Linked DNA regions of Triticum aestivum: region 2 is linked to region 1. The links are chromatin contacts, called in public Hi-C maps. All regions are on one chromosome and are shown on one strand. Each heading gives the region's core, a stretch centred on a gene start, on an enhancer-like site or on the middle of the called end of the contact. The rest is flanking DNA. Distances are from core to core; before and after follow the strand shown.

Region 1 (7,173 bases), core at 3,332-5,831:
CGGATCCAGCGACGACGGCTTGGGTGCCCGATCTGGGCCCATATGAGCTTCGGCGGGTCGAACATGCGGATGTCGTGTACCATCCTGGCCGCAACACAAGGAAGTCGGGGGCTCCAGCCCTTGGCGTGGCGATGGTGGCCACCTCTTTCGTCGGAGGTGGTCGGCCCGAGGCTGGGTGGTCAAATCTCGAGATCCGTCATCTGGTCCAGGCTGCGAGTTGGGGAGACATAGTTGCCGGTGAAAGCCGAGCCGATGGTGGCGTTCTGCACCGATACCTTGATGAAGGCATCGTCGTGTAACTACTGTCGACTCACTCGTGCTGCTTCGGGGGAAACCCTAGGATCTGGTCTTCCAAATCGAACGATGGCGGTACTGCGGTGTCGTTTCTCTCTTGGGAGCATCGTTTGTGGAGCAGCGGTGGAAGACAGAGGCCAGAGGCAGGAGGTGGAGCGGTTTCGTCTTGCACGGAGCTTCGGTGGAGATGTCAACTCATGCCTGGCCGACGGGTGCTACGTTGTGTCATGCTTGGTCGGCAGGTTCTACGGACGACAGATCTTCCAGAGTCTTCGCGTCTGGATAGACGAGCGCAAGGCGGTGGTGTCGTTGAGCGTCATGGTGGCGTCGACGGATGTCCGGACTGGCAAGGATGATGCGGATCTCTCTTCTGAAGATGGGTCAGCGGTTCGATGATGATGGTGGCTTCTAAAACGTGTGGATATGGTGTGCGCTTTAGATCTGCTGCACCGGCGGTTAGTTCCGATACGTTATGTGGATGGATCGGTGACGACACCGGTTTTAGATATGGAAAGTGAGAGCAATCCATATTATCGAGTTTGTAGGTGTGAGTGGTGGCTTCAGATGGCTTGATGTATGTTCTTGTCAGACCTTTATTGAATAATTAATAAGAATGAATGCATGCATCGATTGATGCAGAGGTATAGGTTTAACCTCCTTTTCAGAAGAAGAAAAAATGCTGCAGCTACTTTGGGCTGTGCTGAGAGCTGTTAACCGTCACTGTTTTGTGTTGCCTTGGCTTAAGAAAAAGTTGGGGCGGGGGAAACCCATATGTTGAACCTCCATCATCACTGACCTCCATACACCCGTCAGCACAGCGTCCATGGCCGTAGTGCAGCTGTGCAGTGATAACAGAAGATCGACTCATCGACCCATACACACATTTACAAAGAAGCGGTTCCCTTTGCTGAAATTGCTCAAGCTGCTTTTGGCAATATGCAGAGCGTTGTGCACTCGTTGTGTCCAGTCCACCCAATCCAAGCTCGACCGTTGTGTCCACCCCTCAAGTTGCGGTCGCGTAGTCGCATAAATTTCTTGACAGTTGATCATTTTTTTTCTTTGTTCCAGTGGGTCGGCATGTACGTACGCAGCAGCTTGGACAAGCTGCACGTTAATCAGTACTACGACTAGTTCTCCTCCCCAACTGGACTGTGCACGTTGTAAGCCTGGAGACGCACACACTAATCTCAAACACAACACACGAAGGCAAATCCACATGCAAACACCAGCAGGTAATCCATTGCCAATGCACGCCAAGGGGTAACGACGATCCAATCGGATCGGATGAGTGTGAGAGTGCAGGCCAAAGTTCCCGCGCACCCGTCAGCGCACGCACGTGGTGCGGTGACAACTCAAGATCGGCCCATAGGCACGTTGTACAATACATACACAAACCAATCAAGCAGCTCACTTTTCTTTTCTTTTGCATTCTTTGCCCGAGGCAGCAGAGCTCGGCGTGGTGTTCGCGTTGTGTCCACCCAATCCCACCCCGGCCGTACTGCCATGCGAACCCCGCACAGATATCTTCACCGTTGTTTATGTCCTCCTCTGTTCGAGTCGAGTGAGTCGTCATGCAACTTGGAGCCGGAGTGGCTACACCGCCGGATACGTTAACGAAAACAACAGCCCGGCAGGCGTGATCGAGTCGCTGAGACTCAGAGGTCCGGTCAAACCAGCTAGAACTCACGAGCATCGCAGCCGTCCAATCCATGCTTCATCCGTGACCGTGAGGACCAGCGTGTGTGGTACGATGTGAACGCCTCGGCGGTCAAAGATGAGAGCTGTCGCCTTAATTCGATCTCGGCGGCCTGCGCCCTCGTTTCAGACCGCCTGGCTTGGCATGCACACGAAGCAACCCATTTATATATACTTCTATACATCCGATAACGCCGTATGCATGCAAAGACCGGAAGACTACGTATGCGGCATGTACATACCACCACCACTTGTTTGTCCCGGTCAGCCGGCCGCAGCCAATCACAGCGCAAGGGCCTGCACAAGATAACATTTCTTTTTCACAGCGCAGCCAATCACATCGACTGGCCAGTTGGGTAAACCTGTTTGTTAATCACTCGACTGGAAATTTGAATAGATATCGTCCATGGCTGCCCGCTCCTGACTTTGGGCGGCAATCATGGGAGGAACATGCATGGCGACGGTATAAAATAGATTTCGATTGGTGCGGGCGGGCGGGCGGGCAGGGAGGCAGTGAAGCATCAAGCGTGCGTGCACATGCACGCGCATGTGAGGCCTCGGCAGGCCGTACCGTGACTGGCACGGCCGACCCGTCGCCGACCGCGCCGGGCCCGCCGCGACGGGGACGGCTCGACGCAGCGGGCCGCCGTCGCATGCCGCTGGTAACGGACGGACGGAGGAACGGAGGAGGTGCAAGAAAGCGGCGACCCAACAACCCGCTTTGACCGTCGCAGCCTCTCTAGAAGAAAAGCAAACAGAGCCATCTCAGTTAAGCCAGAGAGAGAGAGAGAGAGAGAGAGAGAGAGAGAGAGAGAGAGAGATGAGAGGGAGGGGGGCGGTGCAGGTGGGCGGGGATCCACTTGTGCGCGCTCACGTTATCCTGGCGGTGTCGGTTTTTGTAACGCCACTTGCAGCCCAGCCCGGCTGCATCTGCGCAGAGGGAGAGAGGGGGGGATTGAGAGGGACCGGAGAGTAAAATAAGGAAAAGTCGGGCAGGCGGAAAAGCGCAAGTTGCCTGTCACGCTCGCTCCCTCCCCTCCCGACGTACCAGTACACGGCCGCGGTACCAGTCACGTCCTCCTTTCTCTCCCTTTGGTCACTTCTCCGTCCCGTGCAAGTGGCCGGCCCGTTCCGTCCCGTCCCGTCCCGTCCCGTCCCGCACGCAAACGCACGCCCCCTACTTGTACTTGATTCATATCAATGGCAGGTTCTTGTTTTGACATCCTCAAAGAAATGGCACATGCATGCATGTATCTGTGGTTCGGTGTGTGACAAAGACCGCAATGCGTGAGGAGATAATCTTGATTCAGTCCGGCGAGAATATGACGGCTTTGGTGTGTTGTGCCTCGTTCAACATTTTGTAAATTTGACCAAATGTTAGAAGCCAAAATGGGACGAGAACACAAACACACGCATTCCACAATGGAACGAGTATATACAGAGATGTTGATGAGCCTTGCATCGGTCGAACCTAGTTTTTACTCCTCAATTTCTGTCAAATCTTATCATCGTCTTACCCAGAACAAACAAAGGGGAACCAACGAAAACTAGAGCTAGGAACACTGCTAGGGGGTGTCTCGCGATAAGGAGAAACAGCGAGGGGCCGGGTGGGAAAGCGCACCGACCGGTCCGAACCGACCCACCGACCCCTCGCCTTCACGCCAGAAAGAACAAGAGAAAAATAATCGACCGCCACCACCCGCGCACCACCACCACCATGGATTTCGATTCATTAATCGGAAAATCGGAGCGCGATTTTACCGAAACGCCCCTGCGGCCGAGCCGGGCTCGAGTTGACCGCCGGAGGGAGGCACGGGCCGGCGATTGGATCGAGCGATCACGGCAGCGCGCCGTACGCGGGCCCTCGGCCGGCGAGCTTCTCGGCGGTGCGGGCGAGGGACTGGAGGTTGCACTTGACGATGGTGTCCACGAAGACGCGGGTGTCCTCGGGCGTGTTCCCGGGGGGCACGTCCACCACGTACGACTCCACCACCAGCGTCGCCGACGCGCTCTCCCCGGGCGCCGGGTGCACCGTCGTCACCGACCGGTAGTTGCGGAGCCGGTGCTCGCCGCCCACCACGCTGAAGCTCAGCACGTGCCGCTCGTCGTCCAGGATCTCCAGCCGCTCCCGGCTCGACGCCGCGGGGAGGCCCGACACCACGCGCACCTCCCGCAGCGTGCCCACGCCGCCGTCCCCGTCCAGCAGCGCGCAGCTGCGCACGAAGCTCTTGTACGCCTGCGGCTGGTCGAAGCGACGGACCACGGCCCACACGTCGGCGGCGGGCGCCGCCACGCGCTGCACCACCGCCGAGCAGCAGCACCGGCCCCCCGGCGCCGCGTGCTCGTGGTGCCGCGCCACCTCCGGCGGCACCGTCCCGTCGTGCTCGCCGCACCTGTGGGCCCCCGCGGCCGCCGCCGTCGCCAGGCCGCCGGAGGAGGAGACCAGACGGTGGTGCTGCTGCAGCGCCGCCGCGCTGTACGGCGTCGGCATCGGCTCGAGGGCGGAGCGGGTCGCCTCGCCTGCTAGCTGTTTGTTTGGTGGGATGGGTGCGCTGCGGGCTGCGGCGCTGCTTCGTTTGGCTTGGTTTGGGAGTAAATTAAAGGTGGGTGGAGCGAGACGCACTATATATATAGTGCGGAGCACCTGTGGCTCACCGGGAAGCAACGCGCTTCCAGTTGCCGCTAGTCTCCGGGGCATCCCCGTCTCCTCTCTCCCTTAAAAAAAACACATTTTCCTGTGAAAAAAGAGTAAATCACATATTTTTACAGTGCCCACTTGTCTGGAAAACATTAGTTATTCAATATTGCACACTACCCAAATCAATATTTTTGCCCCTTATCTAATATGGATAACAATTATATCCGGCCGACACCTAGAAATTCAGCGGGCACGTGTGCCGCGCGCCGTGGCCCCATGCGGCTTGAAACTGGGATCCTCTTCCTTACCTTCTTTCCACCACCCCGCAATCCATCTAGTCAACTGGATAGAAATTCGGCGGGCGCATGCGCCATGAGTCATAAGTGCCATGCAGCTAGAAACTACATCCCCTTCTTTCTTTTTCACCGTCCCGCGATCCATCTAGCCAAGTGTGTAGAAATTTGGCGAACGCGTGTGCCACGTGCCATGGACCTCACATGGCTACAAACTACAATCCTCTTCCTTCTTCCACCGCACCACACTCCATTTTTGTCTCATCCTTTTTTCCTTCTCCCAAAGCAAAATACGGCAAGGAGTGCCCAAATAGACCACCATCTCATGCCCTCGTCGATGCAACCAACCTTACTGCATCTCTGAGCAGAGGTCATGACCGGGGCATATTAACATCTCCTTCTTTCCTACCAAAATCAAAATTTTCTATAGAAAGATGCAAATCACATTTTTACAGTGCCCACTTAACTGAAAATTTGTTATACAATATTCTACACTCCCTGAACTACATTTATCTGCCCATTATCTAATATGGATAATGATTATATCCGACCGATCAGCTAGCAATTCGGCGGACGCGTGACGCCATGGCCCCATGCGGATAGAAACAGTGATCCCCTTCCTTATCTTTTTTCCACCATCCCGCAATCCATCTAGCCAATTGGCTAGAAATTCGGCGGGCGCGTGCGCCGCTCGCCTTGGGCCCCATGCATCTAGAAACTACGATCCCTTTCCTTATCTTTTTTTCCACCTCCCCTCAATCCATCTAGCCGAGTGGCTAGAAATCCGGCAAACGTGTGTGCCATGCACCACGAGCCCCACACGGCTACAAACTGCGATCCCCTTTCTTATCTTTCTTCCACCACACCGCATTTCATCTTTGTCTCTCCCTGTTGTCTCCCCTACAACGCTTGTCCTTGTTTTCCTTCTCCCCCAATAAAATACGGCAAGGAGCGTCCAAATAGATCACCATGTTATGCCCTCGTCCATGCAAGCAACCATAATGCATCTCTGAGCGGAGATCATGGCCGGGGCATATCACCGACTCCTCTGTTCCTATCAAAATCATTTTTTTTCTATAAAGAAAAATGCAAATCACATTTTTACAGTGCCCACTTTGCTGAAAACATTTATCATCCAATATTCTACACTACCCAAACTACATTAATTTCCCCCTTGTCTAATATGGACAACGACTGTATCCGGCCGACTGGCTAGAAATTCGGCAGGCGCTCGACGCAGTGGCCCCATGCGGCTAGAAACTGTGATCCCCTTCCTTATCTTTTCTCCACCGCCTCACAATCCATCTAGCAAACTGGCTAGAACTTCGACGGGCACGTGCGCCACTCGTCATGGGCCCCATGCGACTAGAAACTAAGATCCCCTTCCTTATTTTTTCACCACCCCGCAATCCATTTAGCCAAGTGGCTAGAAATTCGGCGAACGTGTATGCCATACACCACGGGCCCCGCATGGCTACAAACTCTGATCCCCTTTCTTATTTTTCTTCCACCGCACCGCACTCCATCTTTGTCTCTCCCTGCTGTCTCCGTGTCGTGCTTGTCCTTTTTTACTTCTCCCACAGCAAAATACTCCAGGGAGCACCCAAATAGATCACTATGTGATTCCCTTGTCGATGCAAGCAACCAAACTGCATCTCCGAGCAGAGGTCGTGGCCGGGGCATATCACTGTCTCATCTCTTTCTACCCAAATCAAATTTTTCTATAGAAAGATGCAAGTCACATTTTTACAGTGCACACTTAGCTGAAAACATTTGTTATCCAATATTCTACACTCCCCAAACTACATTTATTTGCCCCTATCTAATATGGATAACGATTATATCCGGCCGACCGGCTAGCAATTCAGCATGGTGGGTGATGCCATGGCCCCGTGCGGTTAGAAACTGTGACCCCCTTCCTTATCTTTTGTCCACCGCCCCGCAATCCATCTAGCCAACTAGCTAGAAATTCGGCGGGCGCATGCGCCACTCGCCATGGGCCCCATGCGGCTAGAAACTACGATCCCCTTCTTATCTTTTTTCCACCGCCCCGCAATTCATCTACCCAAGTGACTAGAAATTCGGGGAACGCGTGTGGCATGCGCCATGGCCCCCACACGACTATAAACTGCGACCCCCTTCCTTATCTTTCTTCCACCGCACCGCACTCCATCTTTGTCTCTCCCTGTTGTCTGCCCTGATGCGCTTGTCTTTTTACCTTCTACCACATCAAAATACGGCAAGGAGCTTCTA
Region 2 (7,173 bases), core at 3,364-5,863, 200 kb after region 1:
ACCGGAACCCCCCGGGGAGTCAATGGGCCTTATTGGGCCTTAGTGGGAGAGAGGAGGAGGCGGCCAAGGTGGAGCCCCCCCCCCCCCAAGCCCAATCCGAATTGGGTGCCCCCCCTTTCCTTCCCTCTCTCTCCCCCCTTCCTTCCTCTCCTACTCCAACTAGGGAAAGGGGAATCCTACTCCTACCGGGAGTAGGACTCCCCCCTTGGGCGCGCCATGAGAGGGCCAGTCCTTCCCTCCTCCACTCCTTTATATACGGGGGAGGGGGCACCCCATAGACACATAAGTTGATTGTTTAGCCGTGTACGGTGCCCCCTCCACAGATTTCCACCTCTGTCATATCATTGTAGAGCTTAGGCGAAGCCCTGCGTCGGTAACTACATCATCACCGTCATCAAGTCGTCGTGCTGATGAAACTCTCCCTCGACCTCAGCTGGATCTAGAGTTCGTGGGACGTCACGCTAAACGTGTGCAGATCGTGGAGGTGTCGTACCTTCGGTGCTAGGATCGGTCGGACCGTGAAGACGTACGACTACATCAACCGCGTTGTCATAACGCTTCCGCTTATGGTCTACGAGGGTACGTGGACAACACTTTCCCCTCTCGTTGCTATGCATCACCTAGATGGATCTTAGGTGTGCGTAGATTTATTTTTTTGAAATTACTGCGTTCCCCAACAATGATAATACTCAAAAGATGTATTTCTTTATATATTTGTTTTTGTAGAATATGAGAGAGATGGAGATGGATTCTGTCAACGTTAAAAAGAATCTATTGACAAGGGTCCCGAGGCGACATCGTTGGAAGGGGACAAAATTCCCCAAGATTTATACAACAAAAAGCTATGCAGTTAGTGAAAGCCTACAACGAACCAAAAAAAAGTAAATCTAAATGTTACCCCACAAGGTTTTTTCTTTCACCATGAATATGTCTTTCCATTCATCAAACTGTTTTTTTATTTAACTGATTTGGCTTATTATTATATCATGATGACAAATTATGTCTGTGCGTCTAAAGATATTACTGTCATTGAATCAATCATGTCTACCCCCAAAAGACCAAGGTTGTGGACATTGGAGATGCCTTGTTATCAAACAATGAATTGGAATGCCTTATAAAAGGTTATATGTTCTTTCACAATGGTGCAAGACCAATCACATAACCTTTGTACTTAATAATATAAAGTAGAATATCTTATAACATAAGTATGTTCTATAGCACCAGCAAAAAAATTAAAATGACTGTTGCAACGGCATTCTACTAGTTAAAAGTGAGTGAAAAGAGACGCGTATATATAGTGCCGAGCACCTGTGGTTCACCGGGAAGCAACGCGCTTCCAGTTGCAGCTAATCTCTAGGGCATCAACGTCTCCTCTCTTCCTACCCAAATCACATTTTTTACAAATAAATATATGTAAATCACATTTTTACAGTGCCCACTTATCTGAAAAACATTAGTTATCCAATATTGCGTGTGACCCAAATTAAATTCTTTGCCTTTATTTAATATGGATAACAATTATATCCAGTCGATCGGCTAGAAATTCAGCCGGTCGCGTGTGCGCCACAAGCTATGGGCCCCATGCGGCTAGAAACGGTGATTCCTTCCTTATCTTTTTTCCACCACACTGCAGTCCATCTAGTCTTTTTCTTAGGGACAGTCCATCTAGTCTAAGTGAGTAGAAATTCGGCCGAAGGGTGTGCCACGCGCCATAGCCTGACGCGCTATCCCTTCCTTATATTTTTTCCACCACCCCACAATCCATCTATAAAAAGATGTAAATCACATTTCTCTATAAAAAGATGTAAATCACGATCTCATCTCTTCCTACTAAATCACATTTTACTAAAAAAAAGATGTAGATCACATTTTTGCAGTGCCCACTTAACTGAAAAACATAGGTATCCATTGTATACATTACCCGAATTACATTTGCTGCCCCCTATCTGATATCGATAACGATTTTAGAAATTCGGCCAGTCACGCGTGCCCCATGCACCATGGACCCCATGTGGCTAGAAACTGTAATCTCCTTCCTTATCTTTCTTCTACCGCTTGACAATCCATCTCTATCTCTTGCTGCTGTCTCCCCTGCCACACCCATCTTTTCTCCTCCTCGCACAGCAAAACACTGCGAGGAGTGCCCAAATAAATCACCGCAAGCAACCACACAACATCTGCGAGCAAAGGCCATGGCCAGATTCCAGCCGTCCAGGGGCGACGACGCCGCGAATGCGAGACAAGGGGACTTTTTTTTGCGTGCGAGGCCATTGCGTTCACCTAAGGCCAACTCCAACCGTCGACCCCAAACGAACATCTGTTTTGTCCACTTGGGGCAGAAAACGGACATCAAACGGACGATCCGGCTTGGAGCACGGGTACCCAGCAGGGCTGCTCCATTTCACAAGATGTCCGCCCGGGCATTTCCTCGAACATCTAGTGGGCGCGCTGCTCCTGCCTCTGCTCCCACGCCTGACCGCCCCCAGAGCCCTCGCTGACGACCACGTCGCCCGCGCGCTAGCCCCGCGCCCCATGCTCGCCCCAATGCGCTTGCCCGCACCCGGACGCGCTCGCCAGCGCGCGCCCGCGTCTTGCATGCCCCCGTCTCCGCCGCACCCTGCTGCTAGCCGCCACGTCTTGCTTGTCCCGCCAATTTTGTAAGTTCATACAACCGCACAAGGATTAAAACCCCCCGTCCTATGGACAATGCGCACATCCAAAATACATAGAGTACACGATGACAGAAAAACAACAAAGCGAGATATAAGAAGCTTTTGAATTGCTCCAGGAAAAAACAATCCCAATTAAAACACGAAAACTATAGACAACACACACCCTCGTGATGGGTCTTTTCAAGACGAGACGTTGCTCTGCTTTGTTCGATCGCCTCTCACGACCACTTGCTCGCGAATGCGACGGCGGCCATAGATGATGTGAAATGGGTCAGTTGGTGGGTCCCGTGATAAGTGGTCACGTGTAGGCCTATCCTTGAAAACACACCATTTGTAATATTGACAATTTGTAATGCGGTGCACTGATTTTTTTCCCACACAAAAGAACTCAATTTTAAAAAATTTAATTTGAAATGGAAGATTTTTAATTAAACCTACCATGCCAAGCCGATACAACCGCACCAGAATTCAAACCCGGGCCCAGCATCGACCTCATGCGTTAAAAAAAACACAAGACCACGCAACGACAGAAAGCGGACCTCATAACATATTGTCATTTAGTGTTTAACTTGAAATTATTGTGAGAGGCTTGTATCTCAAATCTGCCGACTTGCCCTTTGCCCCGTTGGAGTTTTGGATATTTTGTGTTGTGTGTGGTGTGACTCTTGAATCGGCCGACCTGCCTTTGTCTTAGTCCGATCTTATGGCTGTTCAACCCCCTTTGGTGATCCACAATTACTTGCGAGGACGACGCGTACTGCACCCTCCTGCCGTTGTTGTCTGCGGGTCTGTCGGCTTGGGTTGGTACAGATCCTCTTTCTAATTCGTACCGGCGAGTAATAATGCATGTAGGTAACGACAGCGGCCTCAAAGCATTTTAAAATTTCTTTCACTGCGTTGATTGTCCGAAAACATTCATCAAATTCCGGTTTGACAGAGATGTGTATTGTATTGTAATCGGGGATGTTTCTGGCGAACTGAGGAGTTGGGCGCCTTCTAGTTGCTCCTCAATTATCTATTTTATTATCACAAGAATAGCATGCATTCCTATTCTGCTTTGTTATGATTAGTCTTTGACTAGCAATTCATTAAAAAATTCAAAAAAAAAGTGAGCAATTCATTGGAAAGGATCAATGTTGTGTTTCATCGGTCTCTTTGATTGAAATCGGGGGCGGAGATCTTCTTAAATCCCAAAGAGAAGAATGAACCTTCAAATCTATCCACATAGCATGCTGATTTTCTTCAGCGAAAACCTTTTCACGGCCATGTGGATCTCATGCAACAACAACAAGACAATGACAACAGGTCGCACACACAAGTGGTAGATATTTTCGGAGGAGCAGTGCCTCTCCAATCCAATCCATGGCAACAATAGTGGGATGAGCAACGCCATGAATTTTCAATTCAAGGCAGGAGCGGACAAGGAAGAAAAGGTTGTAAAGGCAGGTTGTCTCATACACAGTGCAGGTGATATCACCACCGTGAATGAACAAAAAAAATGATGCAACTTGTGTTGGTTGGGGGCCCGAGACCATCCATCCATCTAACTGTGGCTGCTGCCGTTGGACTGTTGCTCCACCCTCGTCATCGTCTTCCACTCTTCCTCCCATTTTTACCTGCTGCATGTTCTCATATCGTGCGTGACCTGACAAGCAAAGCAACCCCTGTCCGCCTTTGGTAACTTAAAGTTGCAGTATTGCTGCTGTGTGGCGTTTCAGTTAGTGGAATGCATTTCTGGTGCACTGATGGGAGATGAGCACCACAGTCTCAAAAGGCCAGATGATGACGAGTAGCAGTGTGTTTTAGCCGTGTGGAGGCATCATCAAGTGTGTCGCCTTTCCTTGGTCCAGTTCGATTTGGCAATGCATATCTGAGCGTTTCCTATCCTGGCCGGTTGCCAAACCCGTGGGCCGGCTGCGTGCGTGAGGAGGAGGAGGTCGACAGGGACATGTGCGCCCCGGTTGGATGGATAGATCATAGATAGATTGGCAGGGTGGTGCTGGTGGTGGTGTAGAAGTTTCCGGACGGCGAAACTTCTGGAAATTGGAAGACTTGGCGAGCTCATGGAGACGATTCGGGGTTTCCTGGACCGCTGACAGACGGGCCATACTTGTGGGTAGCGTTGCGCGTCACAGATTAGACAAACATATCTTGTGTTGAGGAGAATTAAGAATGCACCACCATTCACACTTACTAAATGCTGGTGCTGTAGTAGTAGCTAGAAGTTTCTGGATGGAGAAACTTCTGAAATTTGGAGGATTTGGCGCGTTCATGGAGATGACAGACTGGCCAAACCTATGGCTAGCATTGTGCGTGCCAGATTACAAAGATATAAGGGCACACTATCTTAGTCTAGGCATGATAGGGTTAGCACATATTGGATTGCGTTCAGAGAGAATTAACAATGCACCATTTACACTCGGCCAAACATTTTATTTCTCAAAGGGCCATTGGCCGTATTTTATTAGATGGGACAGCCAAACATTTTATTAAAATGGTGGTGCTGCTGGTGGTGTGGTACTAGCTACTGTAGAAGTTTCTGGATGGAGAAACTTCTGAAGTTTGGAGGATTTGGCAAGTTCATGAAGATGGTTCGCTCCTGATGGAAGGAGGGGAGTATTCCACAGTTTGTCAACCTGTGGGCAGCATTACAGGGTTAGCACAAATTGGATTGTGTTGAGGAGAATTACAATGCACCATTTGCAGCCAGCCACATATTCAGGTTTTATTTTATTTTTGAAAAGGAAGATGTACCTCCGGCCTCTGCATTTGAACGATGCATGCAACCATTTTATTAATTATTCATAAAGACCTTTCAAAGTAATACATCAGTACGTCTGAAGCCGCCATCCAGGCAACACCTGTTGTTACTTCTATTCCCTTAATAAAGCATGCCCAATGTCCGAGTCTAATACCAGACAGACATTGCACCAAAACCTAACATCTAACGCCACAATACCAGGACTGGGTCACACACCGGTCCAGCGTACTCACAGCGGGCACCACATGCGCACCCTACAAGGCCCGACACCATCGTCTTCCATCGATCCATCTTCATAGCAGAAACTGACGCATCGACCATGTTAGGCCTCTCTACCATCGACGCCACCACGACGCCAGACAATGTCGTCCTTCTGCGCGAGTCCATCCCCGCACATCGGACACCGAATCTGCACTCGGCCACGCTGTCGAGATCCGTCGCCATCAATGTGTAGGATGAAGCACCGCTCCACCAAAGTTGCAGTCCACTGGTCCCTCGAGCCCATGCACACCTCCAAGAACGACGCCCCCAGGGGGAAACGACACAAGAGTACCACCGTCTTCTGATCTACTGATCTAGGGTTTCCCCCGGAGGTAGCAGTTGTTGCCCTAGAACTTCTCCATGACGATGCCTCCAAGAAGGGAACGACACCGAAGAGCGCCGCCATCGCCGGTCTTGGCATCAAGCCGAGACTAGGTTTTCACCCAGATCTGTTCGGCGAACTCCATCCAGCTTTTTGTGGACGGATCGTCACCTTCTATGTCAGGGACCGGGCCAAAAGTACACAGCCGCCGCCGCCTGACCGGCCATGGCACCACCACGGTGCCAGAGCAGCCGATTACGTCAGGCCCACCGCACCAGCCTGCCGCCGCGCACCAGATCCGCCGGCTCGCCTAAGCCCATCTAGGCCCGGCGAGATCCGAGATTCAGGCCACCGCCACAGGGGCGTCGCCGCTATCGTCACATCCGCGCCTGGGATCCCGCCGCACCGCGCCGCCGAATCACCGGAGTGTCCATGTGGCCGCCGCCAGAGGGAGACACCACCGCGCGCGAGGGAGAAGTCCCTGCCACCGCCGTCATGGCTCACATCCCGGACTTCGCCGGCGTGAAAGGAGGCCTAGGGCGCGGCGGCCGATCTCCCCCGTGTCGCCTAGGGTTGGCGACGCGAGGGTCGGGGTATGCTATGCCGTTTCCCAAGATAATATATTAAATGGTTCTACATATATTAAGAATTCTGATCCTCTATATTGTTTCATTAGTGAAATCGGGGAGAGACCCCTTTCTTGAAATAAAAAAGAGCTTGTACTTGAAGAACAGAAATTTGAAGGAAAAAATGGTGGAGCTGCACTCAGAACACAACACATAACTAGTGCTCAAAGTGATGAGAAGCCTCTCTCAGAATAAACTACAACAAGTTGTGTCCGGCTCCGGCGATGGAGGGGCGATGACGGCGGCGCGCCTTCGGCTCGCTTCGGTGCTTGTAGTCGTCGCTAGGTGGTCTACGAATCTGGATGTAATTTTTATTTCTGGTATTCGTTGTACTGCCATGATTGAAGATGAATAGATTAGAAGTTTTTCCGTAAAAAAAAAAGAATAAACAGAGCCCAAAATTCCACGTGTTGATCGCTCGTTATCCTAAACAAGAAAATTCCACATGACGTCCTTCTAAACTAAACCGGTCTTTCCGGCACCATGTCGCAGATCTGGAAATAAACTAGCACTCACGAAACCGAAACGATT

Evidence for each region. Hi-C and Micro-C count contacts between places; a contact is called where the count stands out from the background.
Region 2: a contact with region 1 is called in a Hi-C map of leaf, with 5 times the contacts expected there. The contact joins the enhancer-like site here to the promoter of LOC123187369 in region 1. A contact is called at or near these places in 5 of 5 Hi-C or Micro-C datasets (leaf, root and an unstated tissue) and 1 of 1 datasets of contacts at active chromatin or transcription factors (leaf).

What each region holds. Positions count from the first base shown.
Region 1 is chr2A:47,171,888-47,179,060 of IWGSC CS RefSeq v2.1, forward strand. LOC123187369 (abscisic acid receptor PYL4) reads right to left here and starts at 4,582. Exons shown (of 2, transcript XM_044599220.1): 1 at 3,655-4,582; 2 at 3,451-3,589. The coding sequence starts at 4,480. The coding sequence ends at 3,827.
Region 2 is chr2A:47,375,653-47,382,825 of IWGSC CS RefSeq v2.1, forward strand. No RefSeq gene overlaps it. Among protein-coding and RNA genes, the nearest start is that of LOC123184633, 10 kb to the right of the region's middle. Within about 2 kb of position 4,614, at least 5 of the 8 cell types and tissues checked have an H3K27ac peak or open chromatin away from gene starts, as enhancers often do. A contact at or near this core is called in leaf, where this site is marked.